2 separate regions of the Siniperca chuatsi genome follow, and region 1 is linked to region 2. The links are chromatin contacts, called in public Hi-C maps. All regions are on one chromosome and are shown on one strand. Each heading gives the region's core, a stretch centred on a gene start, on an enhancer-like site or on the middle of the called end of the contact. The rest is flanking DNA. Distances are from core to core; before and after follow the strand shown. Region 1 holds the start of faimb (fas apoptotic inhibitory molecule b). Region 2 overlaps agap1 (arf-GAP with GTPase, ANK repeat and PH domain-containing protein 1).

Region 1 (3,737 bases), core at 216-2,715, 40 kb after region 2:
GTACTTAAGTACAATTTTGAGGTACTTGTACTTGAATACTTCACCACACTTCAGAGGAAAATATTGTACTTTTTTTTACCACATTTTTCTGACAGATTTTACAAACATGTCAGTTTATAAAATATGATGCATTGTTTTAGATTAAATTTAGCATTTAGCAGCTACAAGTAGCTCCAGCTCGACCAACTACAACATTAAAAACAGCATATAACACTGACAGGGCTAATTTGCATAATGACTACTTTAAGTACATTTTGTTTCCAATACTTCTGTATATTTACAGTCTTTTTGAGTATTTTAAAGTGTACTACTGCTACTTTTACTTCACTAAATGTTCTGAATACTTATTCCATCACATTTTTTTAATATTCAAAGTTAGCTTTTGTTATTGTTTCCACACTCAGCTGTGGTTTGAGCACATAAACCACTAACAAGGTGTCCTAAAATTCACCACTTTTTCTTCAGGCCTCTAAAGATCCCTCCGATGAAACAAAATGTGATGTGCGGTCACAGGTAGACTTCATTTTAAAGGGGTTACAGGCTGAAAAAGCTTTTGAACCGTCGACATAAACTCCCAGAAACAGACTTAAACAGGCTCTCACCTGTCCGTTGACGTAAACGATGCGTTTCCCAGTGGTGGTGCCATGAGCAAACTCAATCCTGAAAACGCCGTCGCTCAGCGCCACCTCCCACATGGCCACCATATCTCCACTCAGCATCTCTGACACACCTCAGGATCCTCTCCTGAAAATCACAAAATCACCTTCTCGGAGAAACAGGTCGGCCGAAAAGTCATGTTCGGGAGCTGTGTGTTGGGGAGTGCTCGTCCCGCTCGGCTCAGCGGAGGTGTCGGCTCAGCAGCAGGTGTATTACTGTAAGAGGCTTACTGACGTGAGCTCACTCTATATCCTACTGCCACAGATAATTAGGACAAGCTTTGGTTTGTACCTGGGTTTGTTTGAGACAGCAGAAACTCCACGTAAGCCTCCACTTTAAAAACAGAAAGTGTGTTTGTAGGTTGATGTTCCGGCGCTGACCTCTGACCTTTTCCCCCCGAAACAAAAAGGTGAGAGAAAAGAGATTCGCTGTTTAGGCAAGACAAAAGAAAAAGGTTTAACAAGAAGGTAAAACAAATATAAAAAGGGACATATGTGAATATGAAAATGAAGCTTTATGAGACATTTTTTCATTCTGGTGTCCCAAAAATGGCAGCGTTTCGTCACCGACTTTGCATTTTGAGGACTTAATTAGCTAAACAGAAGTATTTTCTCTTTGCGAGAACCTACACTTTTATAGATTTTCCTTTTCCTTTGTTAAAAGTAGTTAAACTAAGGAGATTTTTCTTTTAGACCTGGCCAAGAAGAACATTATCAAGAGACAGAAAGTAGGAAAGTAGACAAGATGAAAAGAAAGTAAAAGGAAGGAAAGTGGGAAAGAAGGTAAGAAGCAACACAAGTAAAAGAAAGGAGTGGGAAAAAAGGTAAGAGGCAACTCAAAGTAAAAGGAAGGAAAGAAAGTAAGAGGCAACACAAAGTAAAGAAAGTGGGAAAAAAGGTAAGAGGTAACAAAAAGTAAAAGGAAGGAAAGTGGGAAAGAAGGTAAAAGGCAACAAAAAGTAAAAGGAAGGAACGTGGGAAAGAAGGTAAGAGGCAACACAAAGTAAAAGAAAAGAAAGTTGGAAAGAAGGTAAGAAGCAACAAAAAGTAAAAGGAATGTGGGAAAGAAGGTAAGAGGCAACACAAAGTAAAAGAAAAGAGTGGGAAAGAAGGTAAGAGGCAACACAAAGTAAAAGAAAAGAAAGTTGGAAAGAAGGTAAGAGGGAACAAAAAGTAAAAGGAAGGAAAGTTGGAAAGAAGAGGCAACAAAAAGTAAAAGGAAGGAAAGTTGGAAAGAAGGTAAGAGATAACACAAAGTAAAAGAAAGGAACGTGGGAAAGAAGGTAAGAGGCAACTCAAAGTAAAAGTAAGGAAAGAAAGTAAGAGACAACACAAAGTAAAGAAAGTGGGGAAAAAAGGTAAGAGGTAACAAAAAGTAAAAGGAAGGAAAGTGGGAAAGAAGGTAAAAGGCAACAAAAGTAAAAGGAAGGAACGTGGGAAAGAAGGTAAGAGGCAACACAAAGTAAAAGAAAAGAAAGTTGGAAAGAAGGTAAGAAGCAACAAAAAGTAAAAGGAATGTGGGAAAGAAGGTAAGAGGCAACACAAAGTAAAAGAAAAGAAAGTTGGAAAGGAGGTAAGAGGCAACACAAAGTAAAAGAAAAGAAAGTTGGAAAGAAGGTAAGAGGGAACAAAAAGTAAAAGGAAGGAAAGTTGGAAAGAAGAGGCAACAAAAAGTAAAAGGAAGGAAAGTTGGAAAGAAGGTAAGAGATAACACAAAGTAAAAGAAAGGAACGTGGGAAAGAAGGTAAGAGGCAACTCAAAGTAAAAGTAAGGAAAGAAAGTAAGAGACAACACAAAGTAAAGAAAGTGGGGAAAAAAGGTAAGAGGTAACAAAAAGTAAAAGGAAGGAAAGTGGGAAAGAAGGTAAAAGGCAACAAAAAGTAAAAGGAAGGAACGTGGGAAAGAAGGTAAGAGGCAACACAAAGTAAAAGAAAAGAAAGTTGGAAAGAAGGTAAGAAGCAACAAAAAGTAAAAGGAATGTGGGAAAGAAGGTAAGAGGCAACACAAAGTAAAAGAAAAGAAAGTTGGAAAGGAGGTAAGAGGCAACACAAAGTAAAAGAAAAGAAAGTTGGAAAGAAGGTAAGAGGGAACAAAAAGTAAAAGGAAGGAAAGTTGGAAAGAAGAGGCAACAAAAAGTAAAAGGAAGGAAAGTTGGAAAGAAGAGGCAACAAAAAGTAAAAGGAAGGAAAGTTGGAAAGAAGGTAAGAGGTACACAAAGTAAAAGGAAGGAAAGTGGGAAAGAAGGTAAAAGGCAACAAAAAGTAAAAGGAAGGAATGTGGGAAAGAAGGTAAGAGGCAACTCAAAGTAAAAGGAAGGAAAGAAAGTAAGAGACAACACAAAGTAAAGAAAGTGGGAAAAAAGGTAAGAGGTACACAAAGTAAAAGGAAGGAAAGTGGGAAAGAAGGTAAAAGGCAACACAAAGTAAAAGTAAGGAAAGTTGGAAAGAAGGTAAGAGGCAACAAAAAGTAAAAGGAAGGAATGTGGGAAAGAAGATAAGAGGCAACACAAAGTAAAAGGAAAGAGTGGGAAAGATGGTAAGAGGCAACACAAAGTAAAAGGACAGGAAGTGGGAAAGAAGGCAAGAGGCTGTATTTTTTTATTCACTGATGCTGTGCAACATCGCAGTGTCAGATTATATTCAATAATACACTTGCAGTGGCCACATCAATAGCTGCCATTGGGGAGAGATTATAAGAGGTGGACAGGTCGTTCAGGAGCTGGCTCTCACAATAAGGTTAAGATATTAGGAATCCTTCACTCCTACTGACAGATATAAACATACTTTTTATCTGTCAGATATAAAGTATGCTGTCTGCTGCAGGAGCCGAATCATCTCACTTTTATTTGTTCCATACTTCTATTTTCTAAATGTAATTTTCAAAGACGATGATATTTCTTGAGATTGAAACCAAAACATGTTCTGCTGTTGTTATGTATGTGTGTCTCGAAGCGTACAGCAGGCGTGTCTGTTCTGTGTTTAACCCCAGACTTCAGAAAGCAGCTCTGCTGGCTCTCCAGCAGTGATTTAGACAAAGCTACTATTGTGTTGTTGTTTCCAGAAGGTTCACAGACGGTTTCAT
Region 2 (3,509 bases), core at 642-3,141:
AAAACGCAGCTCTGCCCTTTCAGAAACGGCTGCGGTCGCCTCGACTTTGGGGCCCCAGACAACAAAACCTGTGAGTGAGCGGGAGGAAAATTCAAGCTGACAACTGTGACCCAGATATTCACCGGTGAAGACGGAGCCTGAAATCTGTTGTGAAAGGAAAAGACACGTCGTGGGTTTACTCAGCCAGCAGAGGGCGCCGCTGACGTGAGAAAAGTTCAGACCACACTGCTCTGACTCCTCTTTAAATTTGGTTTCAGGTTGTTTAGCTTTCCTCCAAAGAAAAGCAACACTCACATGTTCACACAGAGGACGTCTGAAGTGCCCTAAACCTGCATTCTCTCTAATGGCCAGCAGGGGGCGACTCCACTGACCAATTATGGTCACATTTAGGGTAAAATAAGGTATGCTTTAGGGCGGGGCGACCTGTCAATCAGGATAGAGGCGATGCGTATCCCCTGCGCTGTGTACATTTAGCTAGCCGTGAACTTGTTTTTGGGTGATGTCGGTGTTTTCGTCTTTGACCCTCTCACAGTGTTTTCACTTCAGGAAAGTTAACTGTAACATTTGGGTCGCCCAAAAATTTTTTGTTGGCTAAAAGACACTCTAAGGAGTCGGCTGTTCATTTTGTTTTTTTTTTAGCATCCCAATTGATATCACAGCTAAGCTAAGTTAGCTCCCCCCTCTCGTCCAAATGTGGTCTCTTCTGGCTCCAAAAAACCAAGATGGCGACGGCCAAAATGCCAAAGCTTCAAAACGGTAGTCCACAAACCAACGGGTGACGTCACGGTGACTAGGTCCACTTCTTTTATACAGGCCATAGTCTGAAGTTTTATCAGAACACCTCACAGCGAGAGTCACACCGTGAAGGAGTTTTTATCCAAACCAGACATCCAGAACTGGAGAAAGTGACACCTACTCTCAGAGAAATCCTTTTAATTTCATTTTCTATTTCAGTAAAGCATTTAGGGGTCACTATTCGAGTAAGGAGAAGGAATTAGGTGGCGATAACAGCATCAGGCGGATAACACAAAAACAGAACTGCGACTATGAAATCATCTATAAAATTTCCAATACAAACCATATAAAAGATTGTATCCTAGAAACAACCTATATGGCCTCAGCTGACTAAAACCATTTTAAAAGGATCAGTGAGACCAATCTAAAATAACTTAATAAGACTATAACGCATCTAGTTTCTGAAATACTCTGCAGCCAGAGGAGAGAACACGCAGTTTCTGCAGCAATGATTTAAATCCACAGAAATAGACGATATTTTGCAGTTCTAAATCTAAACAAATATTAAGATTGTATTATTATTACTATATTTTCAGGGAGCAAAACGTCCATCAAACACCAGAAAAGTGCATAATATCACCACAAACCACCGGCTGCCATTCCAATCTGAAGAGACGAGCTTTAAGGTAAGACGGGATGCATTTGGGCTCAGACAGACCGCCTCCACGCCCTTAACTGGATTTCTTAATGCTTGTTTTCAAGGATAAAAGAAAATTTAGTTATTTTCCATCTGGGCTGAAAACCACCTGGAAAAAGAGGAAGAAATTCTACAATAATACACAATTTTCCCCAAATTTTCCCTGCTGGAATACATTTCCCAGGTGATGTTCAAGGAGTTCACAGACGAGTGGGAAGCTGCTGGGATCCAGTTGTTTCTTTCATTGCTGTTGACTGAAGCCGATTTCAGAAAATCCTGCTCTGGCCTGCGGAGGGCGCTGGTGCACACAGAATAACCCTCCACTGTGATTTCCTGGGTCAGATTCCACTGGGCAGGTTAATGTTTAAAAAGGTCTGTGTGTTCGTGCTGATTGTGACTCTACTACAGTGTGTGCTGGTGGTAGAGGTGGCACAGAGACAGGCTCTGTACAGTTTGGAGCATTCGGAGATGGTGAAAGTGTCATGAAATGAAAAGGTCACAGGTTCAAGACCCTGGCGTGTGTCTCATTAAACGGACAAATCAAGGAGAGCTAAGGAGACGTTTTGTGATTCAGTTTTTAAATGTACTTTCTTTATAAACCCTTTTCCCCTCCACCTGCCTCGTCTGCTTCCACTGGTCACTTCCTACATCTCCCAGAATGCCTTTCGACGACCCAAAGAAAAGTGTGCTCTGGTGATGACATCATTCTGTAGGCCAAACCGGACGATACTTCTATCTCATTGTTAAAACGGCAGATTTCCAATGGAGGTTTTGAACAGGATTTTGCATGAATGAAGAAAAAAAGTTGTCGTAATCCAAAACTTACGATATTCTGAGGTTTTGTTCAACAAGATAATGTCCACAAATCAGTGCACTCACAACAACTGCATGCACATTTTAAAACACTGACAGGTGCAATTCATGTCAAATAAAATAAAAAGTCAGCAGGATGAAGATACAACCTACTGAATAGTGACAGAAACAACAGCTGTAACTGTTCAAGTGTTTTCAAGTGGAATTTTTCTTTAAAAATAAGTTAAAACAGTATCTTAAAAAAAAATCTGTGTTGAACGTGAAGTACGAGAAGCAGGACAAGGTTTGTTCTGCAGCGACTGAATCATATGTGACTGAGAAAAGAAGAAAACCGAGTAGATCTAAATATACAACACACAAAAGAGCCCACAGGAATAAATGCAAATGCAGGGAGACAGATACAGAATCACAGTAACAGCCGTGAGTCAAACACACGCGTTTAAAACCTTTTCAGCCTCTGAAATATTGCGCACACACACACTCAAACATGAAAGGGCAAACAATTTCCCTCTCACACTTACACACAAAGCTGCACATGCCCACCGGCCTCACAAATGCTGATTTAGACGCACAAACACAAAGATAAAAGCACAGAAACAAGATCTTCACTGGTCCATAAGAAACCAGACCACAAAGATCTGTCTGCTTCAGCTCCGTGGGTGATTGATTCATCGAGCACATCATATGTTCACTTTGCAGCAGAAGCTTGTTGCAAGGCCGGGAAGAATAAATGTTTTTAAAGGTTAGGAAAGGTAAAGACAAACAGCTCAGTCTGTCGTATTTAATTCGGGAAAGCGTACAAAATCCTCACCGCCGCACTGCAGGTCAGACGCCAGGAAGAAGTTAGTTAGATGCCACATTGGCCAAACAACTTCCTGCGGCGAACCCTGCAGTGCAATGTCATTCTGCAACACACATCAACAACCAATGAAATATTAGGGCCGTCAATTTTTATTAAAAATTCAAACATTTCATTTGAACGTGAGAAAATATTAAATATTCGAACTATAATTCGACCTGTTCGAATTCAAAGTGTACAGTCCAGCAGAGGGCGCTCTTAACATTCACTATCCGCTTGACCTGCTGCAGCCCTATTGACCTATCAGTAAACTAAGCTAATCAATAAAAATGGAGGACACTCTCCGATCAGTTAATCCTGACACCGAAGCATCTGAGCAGCAGTGTACGGAAGTATTCTGTGTTTCACACCGTAGACGGCAAAATTACCAACAAAGCCGAGGCTGTTTGTGACTTTATAAAAATC

The links. Hi-C and Micro-C count contacts between places; a contact is called where the count stands out from the background.
Region 1: a contact with region 2 is called in a Hi-C map of skeletal muscle, with 8 times the contacts expected there. The contact joins the promoter of faimb here to the enhancer-like site in region 2. A contact is called at or near these places in 3 of 3 Hi-C or Micro-C datasets (liver, skeletal muscle and an unstated tissue).

What each region holds. Positions count from the first base shown.
Region 1 is chrLG24:2,302,689-2,306,425 of ASM2008510v1, forward strand. faimb (fas apoptotic inhibitory molecule b) reads right to left here and starts at 1,466. Exons shown (of 5, transcript XM_044187677.1): 1 at 949-1,466; 2 at 603-872. The coding sequence starts at 719.
Region 2 is chrLG24:2,262,325-2,265,833 of ASM2008510v1, forward strand. All of the region lies in intron 1 of agap1 (arf-GAP with GTPase, ANK repeat and PH domain-containing protein 1), which reads right to left. Among protein-coding and RNA genes, the nearest start is that of agap1, 34 kb to the right of the region's middle. Within about 2 kb of position 1,892, the one cell type or tissue checked has an H3K27ac peak away from gene starts, as active enhancers do. A contact at or near this core is called in liver, where this site is marked.